Regions from separate parts of the Mus musculus genome. Here region 2 is linked to region 1. A link is a contact called in public Hi-C data. All regions are on one chromosome and are shown on one strand. Each heading gives the region's core, a stretch centred on a gene start, on an enhancer-like site or on the middle of the called end of the contact. The rest is flanking DNA. Distances are from core to core; before and after follow the strand shown.

Region 1 (5,410 bases), core at 736-3,235:
TAGACCTTCAGTTCAGACCCTGGACTACGGCAAGGCAGGGAGAATGATGTGAAGAGTGGAACGCACACAGAAGTCCGTAGGGAGGCCTTGCAAAGGACAGAAGAAACAGACTAGGCATGATTCCCACGAAGGAAAATCCAGGAGCCCTCTCTTAAGTTGAGCCCCACCCAAGGGACAGCCCTGGCGATACCTGAAGCAAACCAATGGCTTTGGAAATGGCTGGGCAATGGGGTCACACAAACAGAGGGAGGGAAGGCTCAAGGGGACCTGATGGCAAGATGTCTCTGTGATGTCTGGGGTACCTACTAGCTTTGAGGAAGCAGGTTTGGGCATGGCAGAATAAATGGTTACATTTGTCCCTGTTGAACCATTTACAAGGTCATTTCTACATGTGACATCTTGTTTGAGGTCAGTTAGCAAGGAGCTGAAGGGGCTCTCTATGTTCTTACCTGAAGGATGAGTAAAGCCGACCTTCGTGCTCATTCATTACCATAGGTTTGGGTGCTGGGGTGAAAATTCTGGTTTTTCTAGTTGCTATGCTACATCGATTTCAGAGCGATGATGTCCCGGAATGGTGATAAAGTTGCTGTTGTTTATGACTCTGGGGCCAGGCATGTTGGTCTGGTTTGCACCTGGAAGCCCCTGAGCCTCGACAAGGCACATCACATGCCTACCGTAACAAGAGAATGTGTCTAGGAGAGAGGGGACCAAATGCAAACTAACATGTGCATCTGCTAGTCGAGTGCTCCTTCTGCTCCTCGTCTTTGTGGGATCGGGTGTGCCCCTGTTCCTGGAGGGTGGGAGCCTATTCTGGTGGCCTGCCGCCAGCTCTTCTTCACGATGAGTCTTCCTTAGGCAAATGCTTGGGAGGAGCCATCTCCAGTTAAGGGCCTGCTTTGGAAGGCAAGTTCTCTGACTCATGCTGAGTAAAGTCTGCACACAAGCAGGTGCCTGACTGGGAGCACATTTCTAGGGCTTAATGAGCATCTGGAAGGGAGGAGACAGGAGGGTCCTGGGGGCAGAGCTTGGCGATCTGCTAGGAGGAGGGGGGAAGCCGGAGAAATAAGCCTGCATTGGGAGTGATATGATCACATGGCATCCATGAAAGATGACTATCACTGGCCAGGAGATGGGATGGAGGCAACACAGGAGACCCAGGATGATGCTGTGGAAGGCAGCAGATAATGCTACTTGGGCAGGCCACTGCAAAACAGCAGACAGCCCTGAGGACAGAGGATCATGTGAGTTGAGAACGACGTGTGTACCTGCGATTGCTGAGTCCTCCCTTTCAGCCTTCACCAGTTGTGGGGAGGGCATTTCCCTTCTCAACAACTTCTTATGCTGCCTAAGTAGGAGAGCCTGGCCCATTGTCACAGTTTATAGTTATCTGTATGCTTTGGTGTTATTGTCTTGTGCTCTGTAGACTCCCAATTCCAAGTCAAGTGGTGTTCATTTTTTAAGGCTTCTTGCCTAGTTTCACGTTGGAGTTCTAAAAAGTATGTGTGACTATGACCACCGTGGGAAGTTAGTGGCTAGCCACTGATGTCCAGGTAACTCTAATGGTCACTGTTTGGTACTGTATTGACAGTTTATTGTTTGATCTCCCCTGACTTCTAGTGTAAGATGCTGCTTGTAAATGGTTTTTAGGATTCCTTTGTTCTATTTTGAAGGGTTGAGGGACCTGGTTTTCTTCATTGTTGTTTGTTTGTTTGTTTGTGAGATTAAAAAAAATGAGGAAAATTTTTATTTTCCAAATATATGTTCTGGAAGAAGGAATCTGGGCTTTAATTATCTGTTCAGACCACAGAGAGGAAGCACAGCTGGCTAGGAATGCTTTGGAAAGCCAGAGAGGAAGCCACGGTATAAAGTGCAAGGAATTTTGGGTTGTCTGGGCTTTGAGAAGCAGAGACTTTAAGAACTGATAGAGTCCCTCTGTGGCCTTACAACAGAGGAGGGAGCAGCTCTGCCTGGTAAGCTCTTTGGCCCAGAAGAAAGAAAATGGGCCCCTGGGCACCATGTCTTCACCCTGTCCTCCGTGCCAGCAGTGCAGAACTAGTATCTGCCTCTGGCAAGTCAGCTTGCCTCTGTTTCCCTATCTGTAAACTGGATGGAGATAACAGAGTCCTCTCTTGGGGGTTGCTGGGAGGACTTGGTGTGATGATAAAGATGAAAGCTACTTCTTTAGTTAACATGAATTTAATGAATAGTATAGTAATTGCTATTATGTAATACATTATTGAAATTTTTTAAAAAAATAATAATTAGAACTTTACTATTAAGAACTTGCAAATAAAATTCACTCAGTAAGCTTAGCCAGTCCCAAAGTCTATACACTGAAATCTTACTAATCATATCCAGGGCCAAATTAAGAGTGTGTGTGTGTGTGTGTGTGTGTGTGTGTGTGTGTACTCGCACAAGAACTGGTCTTCCAAGAAAAGGGATTTAAAAGTGTGAGAAAAGAGCAGATTGTTCCCTTAGAGACCAGAATATCCTGGGAAAATGTCTATAAGTTGCTGAAACTATTTTAGAGTTGCCAGAATATTCCAAGGAACAGAAGAAAAGCCAGCCAGTGGCCCAGCTGTGGACTTTACTAGGTTGCAGGTCCATATGTTTGGCTAGGTCTGGTCTTCTGGCATCCCAGCCTCTCTGAGTCGGGGACAGATCCCAAGAATTGGCTTCCCAGACAGCTGCTTGCTATCTGCAAGAGCTGACTATGGGTAAGGCTGAGGGAACGGGGAACTGATGCTTGCCAGGTTTATGTGGACATAAAGAAGACCATTGGTCACTTACAGAGTGACTGTTTGTGCTGACAAACTCCTTCTGGGCTTCTCTGTAACAGTGGACCTGAGACCTCTGTAACAGTGGAACTGAAACTATCACCCCAAAATTTTGTCCTCGCAGCAACCTCCCTCATCTCTCTGCAGGGCCAACAGAGTGTTCTTCACCCTGTCTGTTTCCTTACTGGTTCCAATGGAAGCACGGCCATCGTGATCTTGAACATTTATCAGTTGCTTACCTTCGACCAGTGTGGTGCCAGATGCTTCAGGGGAATAGTCAGTTACCTGGGTTAGGTAGCTAGGCAGAACCGGAAACAGAGCTGGAGAGGTTCTTTATAGAGAGTCACACAGCTGGCAAGTAGCAATGGTGACGTCTACATCCAGGTTCAGGCTTTAGTGTCCACCCTTGCAACCTTACTGAATGTTTCTTATTTCCTGGATGTGAGACCCCCCCCCCGGACAGAACAACAGAGAGGTGACAATCACATGGCCCAGCCATGGGTTAACCCAGGCTAGCCCATTCTTTGAGGCCACCGTGCTGCAGGGAAAGCATAACAGAGTTAGGAGACAATGTAGCTGGGTTGAGCTCTAGGGCTGCTCTGCATTAGCTGTGAGTCATAGATCCCTCTGATCTCCTTCAAATTGGATGACAATATTTACTTTTCCAGGCTACCAAAAGAAACGACGATAACAGGCTGGCCTGGTACGTGCTGGGCAGGTGTCTGGAAATGGCAAGTGGTACCACAGTTGCAGGAAACAGAGAGTTAGGGCTTTGTTAAACCCGGGAAGTCTGATCCCTCACTGCAGGAAGAAACAGGCTGCTAGAGGCAAGCACGTTCCCAACTCTCTTGCAGGCTGCAGGCTGCAGGCTGCAGGCCTGGTGTTGGCCCTGGCAACAGAATCCATTTTATTTTCTAAGTATTTCAGGACCAGATGAGTCAGTGTGCTTTCACCTTCAGTATAGCATATGGGAGAATGCAAAGGAGCCTGCTGGCTATTCTCCATGAGGGTTGTTTGTCTTCCTTGATCAAGAGAGAATGGCCAAATGTGGGCAGCTGTGTGAGGAGCTGAAGACAAGAAGCAGAGGTGTGTGAGCATCCTGGTTGCCTGCTGCTTACCTTGGGATACCACTTGCCCTCTGGAGCCATTGTTCCCACTTTTGAAACGAGGGTCCAAGCTTCTTGGAAGGGTTATTATAGTGGTTGAAGGTTAGCTGTAGGTAGTCCCACAAACCATTAGGACCCTACATCCAAGGTTGTCAGGCCATGCCTCCTCTGCCCCTCCCACACCCGACTTGTCTAGCCAGGTAAAAATGGGTGTGGCCAGATATAGCCCTCCTGCCAGACATAGCTGATGCCAAATCCTCTGGAGAGCAGATGGAATAGATCTGGCCTACTCTCCTGGGTCCAGCCTCAGATCTTTTGACCCCTCTCTGGGTCAGTGCACAACTTGGGGCTGGGGCAGGCACAGATCTGGGACAGCCTGGAGCCATAAGCAGCCTCGTAAATCAGGCCCAGCCTTGGAGACTTCTGCAAGCTCTCTGTGGAGCCTAGGAGCCCCAGCTTCTTAAAGCTGTATCCTCTCACTCCCACTCCAGTCTGGAGTCTAAGGGGTGAACAGAACCTGATTTATAGAGACCTCAGCCCAGCCTGTGAGGGAGGCCCCAGAAAGAATGGGCTTCCCCTATGACCTGCCTCCCAAGTCACAGATAGAGACAGAGGTGCTCTGTAGGGAGAACCACCTCCCTCTGGGCCAAGGTTGAAAACTGAAAACTGTCCCCAACTATCCCCTTCTGGGACTTGGCCTTCTTCACTGGAAAGATCCAATTTGTCCTTTCATAAATGAATGAAAGGGGGAAACACTTCCAAAACGGCCCCTTGCCACAGAGCTGCTGCAGAAGGATCGATCGGGTCTGAGTTTGAGCTCAAACTCCACCATCCCCAGCTTAGACAAGTCTTCTCCCATCCACTCCTGTATCTCAGTCTTCTCCCATCCACTCCTGTATCTCACTGTCTAGTCTCCCACATGGCATAGAGCTGGTGTGAGAGACAACCGGTTAGCAGATGCCAGGCACACTGTACATTGACAAGCAGTTGTGTATACTTGAAAAAGCTTCTCTCCCCGACCCCTGTCTGCTTCTTCAAGTCAAACAGGAGACACCAGGTTTGGACCCTTGTACAGGCCTGTCAGGTGGGGACTCATGAATTACTCTCCGACCACCCCGAACTTCTAGAACACCACTGTCTACACTTAGCCAGTCTCTACATGTGGCTGCTGTGTTCATGAAATGTGACGATACAATTAAAAACCTTAATTGTTATTTTAACAGCAATTAAAATTGAAATCTATTACATGCTGTGGGTGACTACTGTGGTAGACAACCCAGGCCTTAACCACACAGTCTTGAAGACCTGGTTCGGCATTGGTTCTTGGATAAGCTTAATTACCCATCCACGCCTCCAATGTCCTCATCTATAAGGCAAAGAGTGTGTGGAGTCAGCACGGAAATGCCTCACTCCAGTCACAACTGTAGGTTTTCAAGGATTTGTCATGATTTTTGACTCTTGCTGAGTTAAGAGCAAGGGCAGGCTTTAGAGAAGGCAGGAGCCCAGTTTGGGACAACCATCTGATTA
Region 2 (5,410 bases), core at 1,137-3,636, 320 kb after region 1:
ATGCAGGAAAAACGTATGGTTTGTGGTCTAGAATACAAGGGACAAAGGGGAGGGAGCTGGGAGTGGGAACAAGTCCCCAAGCAGATACTCCCAAGGGGGTGCTATCATCTATCCTTCTCTTCCCAATGCCAGGTAAAAGCAAGTATAGCCTCCATCCTGTTCTCCTGTGTTCTCACTTCCAGTAATAAAACCATGGCTATTGTTACTTACCATACCATTGTTACATTGTACCTTACCATACCACTGTTACATTGTACCAAGATGAAAAAAAAAAAAAAAGAAAACAAAACCAATAACAGCAAAAAAAGAGGTGCAAAGAACTGTCACATACCTGCACAAGCTCAGAGCTCTAGCAAGTAGCAGAACTGGGATTTGAACCCAGGCCACCTGACTCTGTTGTCGCATGCTTGACTATACCCTGTTGTTCCCTGGAGTCAGCCTTCTCCCCTCACAGTAGATGACAGCCCTAGTGAAAAACTTGAAAACGTTCCCCCAGAGTGATTCTCTCAAGGACACATTGATACCTCGAGACGTGATTTTTTTTTTAAAAAAGAGATTATTGTTTGTATGAAGTGAACACGTGGGGCTCCTGGATGTTAGTCATGTCTAGATGACCAGTCTTCTGGCTATGACTTCTGGGGCTTCCCTGCAGACTGTGAAAAGTATCTCATGGTCTTCTCTCTTCTCTTCCCACAGGCATGCTTGTGTCATCCGTGGACAAGTGATGACGTCAGATGGGACCCCATTGGTTGGCGTGAACATCAGTTTCATCAATAACCCTCTCTTTGGATACACAATCAGCAGGCAAGATGGCAGGTAGGAGACCCTTTGTGGGCCAGGGAGAATTAGGCCTGAGAGTTAGGAGCTGTAGTCTTGCAGCATAGCTGCCCTGGATCGATTATGTGGACAGAGGGTCAGACCTGGACCCAGACAGCCTATATTTTAACACCCCGCTCAGCCACCTACTGTCTCCTGACCTGCACCTGCCTCCGGCCTCTGTCCCTTTGACTGTAGATGTGACACCTTCTTCTCATGAGGATTTCACATAAACAGAGGGTTCCTTATCCATATTATGCTGCCCAGTGACTCGTGGAAATACTCTCGTGAATCTACTTTATAATGGATAAGATGGCTCCTTGGAATCTAACCATTCGGTTTCTACCTTTCAGTTGCTTAGAAGTGGCTCCCATAGAAGCCATTTAGGCGATAGCAGAATTCTATCCTTTTACTTTCCCTGAGAACCATCAACAGCATGTAGTAAAGCTAAGGTTTCCTTTAAGGAATGGCCCTAGACCTACCCCCACCGTGTGACTAAAGTATGCTTGGACAAATATTGCCTCTTCATCTGAAGCATGATTCTAATACCATCTACCTCATACACTAGGAATGGATAGGACAGTACAGTGGCTAAGGAAGCACCTAGCTATAGTTCCTGTCTAATAAACCATTGTTTCCTGCCACACAAGAATTCACTTCCTAGTGTGACACGCAGTAAGTAAATAAATAGTGGGTATAAAAAAATACTAATTATTACAAGTTGTTGAATAACGAGGACAGAGTAACACAAATATTTCAGAGCAAAAGAAGGCAAGAGGAATATTTAGGCTGTCGGTGGTGAGACGTCCTCTATTTTTAATGAAATCAGGTGATGTCAGTCCATCTGGCTGAGCGTGGGCCCATAAGGTTGATTCCTCACTCAGTGTTAGAAATTATGCTCCAGCCTGATTGATTTTAGCACCTCTTTAATCCAATATCAGATGTGAGCATGTCCCAGCCGAGGTGATAATGAAGCAGGACTCATCTGTTTGGAGACATGTGTGCCTCTTAGACAGCTTGGCAAGCTTGGTGTACGGAGTCTCCCCTCCTCCACGGCCCTGGGAAGGGCACAGCTAAAAGGGGTCTGTGCCAGTCTCCAGGGAGTAGACTGGCCAGGCCAGGCCACTGTTCCCTGCCCTGAACGGTTTCTGCCAGAGGCCCCTTAGCAAACACCCACCCATGCATGAAGGAGCTTCCTTTCTTGATTGTGTCTGTCTTCGGGTATGGATTGTACAGAAATGGCAGCCGTGGGAACCCTAGGCCATGGGTATTCTTAGTACGTTATCGCCCACAGGGGAACAGTCATCCAAACAGGAGCTTTTGGAGATTGTTCTTTTTGCCACAAAACTTTCCACATAAAAGAGCAAACCATCAGTCAGTAGGCCCCTCTGGGCTTGCTCAGACTAGGACCATGAACTACACCACAGTAATCCTACATGTTGTGACCTTAGGAATCACCTATTCTTTGACATCTCTGGGCTACGATTTCCCCATTTGTGCTATGCTGGCCCTATCTACTGTTTCTTGAGGGCACTGAGCACCAGGAGGGAGGCTTCCTGCATCAGCCTCCCACACTGTGACATAGAAAAGGTGCTGCTTAGAGCTTGCATTTCAAATAAGTCCTCGCCCATGCACCATGGGCCTAAAATGTTCTTTCCAACACAGACATAATGTATGGGAACGTTATCACTTGTTCCCATAGTGTGTGAAACTCCCTCTGTTGTACATGAACAGGGAGCATCTGGCCCACTCCACTCCTCCTTCCTTGGCTCAGTTTCGCTTAAGCCTGGTTTATAGGAGAGGCCACAAGGCTAAAGATAGTCAGCAGGTGAGAATGAGTGCATGTGTGCTGGAGGCCTAGGCTACATCTGACTCACCAGTACAATCTGCGGTTTCTAGGCAGCACCAGGACACTCTCACCAGTTCCCTACCCACAACTTCACACACACACACACCACTTGATGTCAAATGTTAACAGTAACTCATACACAGAAAGCAGTAACAAAGAAAATACTCAAAAAGATGGAAAATGCAAGTCATGAAGAAAAACCAAGAGACCTAGAGACAAGAGAAGCGGTTCAGGCTCACTGACTTGAAGTGTGGGGTCGTGCTGAGCGAGATGCCCAGGGAACAAGTGGCATCCTGGGCTTGCCCATCCATCACTCCAACTAATTAGTAACCTTGCCAAATGGTTATGATGCTCAGCCTAATTTTATAGACGGAGAAACTGAAGCTTGGAAAGGTGGTATAACTCACCTGTAATGTGAGAGTGGTGTTTGACCAACAAGAGATAGGCTCCATTTGAGAACCAGGCCTTCCCTCTGGGGTCAAGTCCATGTTCACATCTACATTAGGGTTTCCCAACGAGATGAGTAGGCCTGGCCTTGGCCTGTTGCACTCAGCCCCTGGCATGGCCAGCTGCTCTGGCCTGCTCATAGCCTTGAAGAAACGTCTTTTCTTGTTTGTCATCTCTCCCTCCCTATAGGCTGCCTCTCTTGAACCAAGCTTTTGAGTCCAGCCAAACTTGTGTTTGGCTGTTAAAAAACCAAATTAATACAGACACTCATTCGTTATGTGACAGGAATACCACCCCGTAAGTGTTTCCTCTAGACGGTGGGTGTTCTCTTAGAGAACATACCCTGAACTCTTAGACTACAATAAATGCCCACCCTTGGTGTTTCTCCATCATCCCTTTCTGAAGGATGGTGCCATCTAACTTCTAAACATTAACATAAAAAGGGCAATGTGCAGTTAAGTATGTGGAAAACTCCCGCAGAAAGAAGAGTCTGTCTTTGGGGTTTGAGAAACCATAATCAGGGTCATCTACCATGAGCAGAATTTGCCTCTGGGACAGGATGGTTGAATACAAGATCCTTGCAACCTCTAAGGAAGGGAAGAGTGAACTGGGCAGCCAACGCTAACCAAAGTTGTGTGTGTCAAGGTAAACGTGAGATCCTGTGTTGAGGGGTCTCACAAACCAGCGACAGAGATAATCACTGGGTTGATCTGAGTCGGTAGCTAAGGCAAGAAGGGACTTGCGAATTTAGCAGCCATTTAAGAAGAAATGGTAGTGTCTCATGTATTCATTCTGTAAGCTAAGTGTCCCTAGAAAGTCAAGAAAATGGGTGTCCTAGGCACTGTAACAATTATAGTGCACTGCAGCATAATCTGTCAGGAGTCTCTGTGACACAACAGACCCCTAAGAGGAAACAAGAATCCTGCTTGAGCAAGGCTTTGTCGTGGCAGGCTCAGCAAGCATGCCCTACCTAGCTGGGCATGATAGCACACACCAAAAATCTCATATCTTTCGAGGCTGGAGCAGAAGAATTATTAGTTGAAGAGTAGCCTGGTCTACACAGAGAGGCTCTGTCTCAAAAAATAAACCCACAAAGCTAAATGTACCACCTAAGAAGACTTTGTCCAAGGAGGTATTACAGTGGAAGAGAGCTGGCAGACAAAGCTACCGGTCTCCGGTCACCATAGCAGATAAAAAAAAAAAGCTCAATACAAGAACAAGAAGGAGAGAAGCCCAGATGTGTTCCAAAAACTAAAGTCTTAATGGCCAGAATTACTCAAAGATGGACCTGCCCTCCTGTGGCTACAGCAAGCTCTTGGGGACTCGATCTGTGCAAGTGTGAAATGAACAGCCCCTTGCTGGTAGTTCGGTAGCAGGGACCAGCCCTTCACATTGGGAGAGACATGGGAACATGACCACTAAGTTCATTTCTGGGGGCTCAGCTACTACATGGCTTCAGATTTTCTTTTTAGAAAAAAAAAAAAAAAGCAAACTCTAGGCTGGATTCCCGTACACCAAACACAGGGCTTGAAGTGACAGCCAAACACTGGTCTTGGCTAAGCAGACCTATCCTGCAGGATATGTGCCACACCTTGATTTCCAGCCCCTGTACCCATAACCTGAGCTCTCCTAGCCTCTGATCATGTGGCTATAGAACAGAGGCTGGCCTCCCTAGAGGGCTGGCAACTGGCAGAAACATTAAGGTATGCAAATGGGAACTCACATTCCTTGACTTTCAAAACTGAAAGGCTCACATCATGGTTTATAAAGGCAATGCCAGGTAAGGTTTATCTGCATGTGGTAGGGACTGAGGTGCTAGATTCCCAACAACTGCTAGTATGTTTCTGGGGGAGTCCTATCTGGGAGTAAGGTACTTAGGGGTAAAGCAAGGAGGATTTTTATCTACATGCTCTCACACAAACCTGAAACAAGAGGCCCAGGGTAGAGCTGTCTGGGGCAGCAAAGGGCCTGGAGAACACAAAGCCAGAACAAGAATCAGGAGCATGCATTACTGCTCAGAACACCCTTAAAGAGCCATGAACCGAATCTGGGCTACTGTCTCTGGATGCTTTGTAGCAATAATCTCATTTCAGCTGGACACTTGGGTTTGCATTTCTCCTTGCACTTACAAGATACTGTGGTTCTAATTACACAATCTCAAACTGCTTAGCTGCTTAGGACTTCAGAACAACCCCTTTGAGAGATGGACAGACGACCCAATGGAGAAAGTACTTCTGTATAAGCATGAGAACCTGAATTTGGATCTCCACCACCCACATAAAAGCTGGGAGGGAGAGA

What was found. A called contact is a pair of places that touch in the nucleus more often than the background predicts.
Region 2: a Hi-C map of cerebral cortex shows a contact between it and region 1, with 7 times the contacts expected there. The contact joins two enhancer-like sites. A contact is called at or near these places in 5 of 484 Hi-C or Micro-C datasets (the N1E-115 cell line, adipose-derived mesenchymal stem cells, cerebral cortex and 2 more), 1 of 115 datasets of contacts at active chromatin or transcription factors (embryonic fibroblasts) and 2 of 9 other capture datasets (adipose tissue and embryonic stem cells).

Annotation. Positions count from the first base shown.
Region 1 is chr7:96,521,261-96,526,670 of GRCm38.p6, forward strand. The region is part of intron 4 of Tenm4 (teneurin transmembrane protein 4); the gene reads left to right. Among named protein-coding and RNA genes, the nearest start is that of Gm15412, 180 kb to the left of the region's middle. Within about 2 kb of position 1,986, at least 37 of the 459 cell types and tissues checked have an H3K27ac peak or open chromatin away from gene starts, as enhancers often do. A contact at or near this core is called in cerebral cortex, where this site is marked.
Region 2 is chr7:96,836,580-96,841,989 of GRCm38.p6, forward strand. Tenm4 (teneurin transmembrane protein 4) reads left to right here. Exons shown (of 33, transcript NM_001310762.1): 20 at 697-816. Among named protein-coding and RNA genes, the nearest start is that of Gm15413, 38 kb to the left of the region's middle. Within about 2 kb of position 2,387, at least 14 of the 459 cell types and tissues checked have an H3K27ac peak or open chromatin away from gene starts, as enhancers often do. A contact at or near this core is called in cerebral cortex, where this site is marked.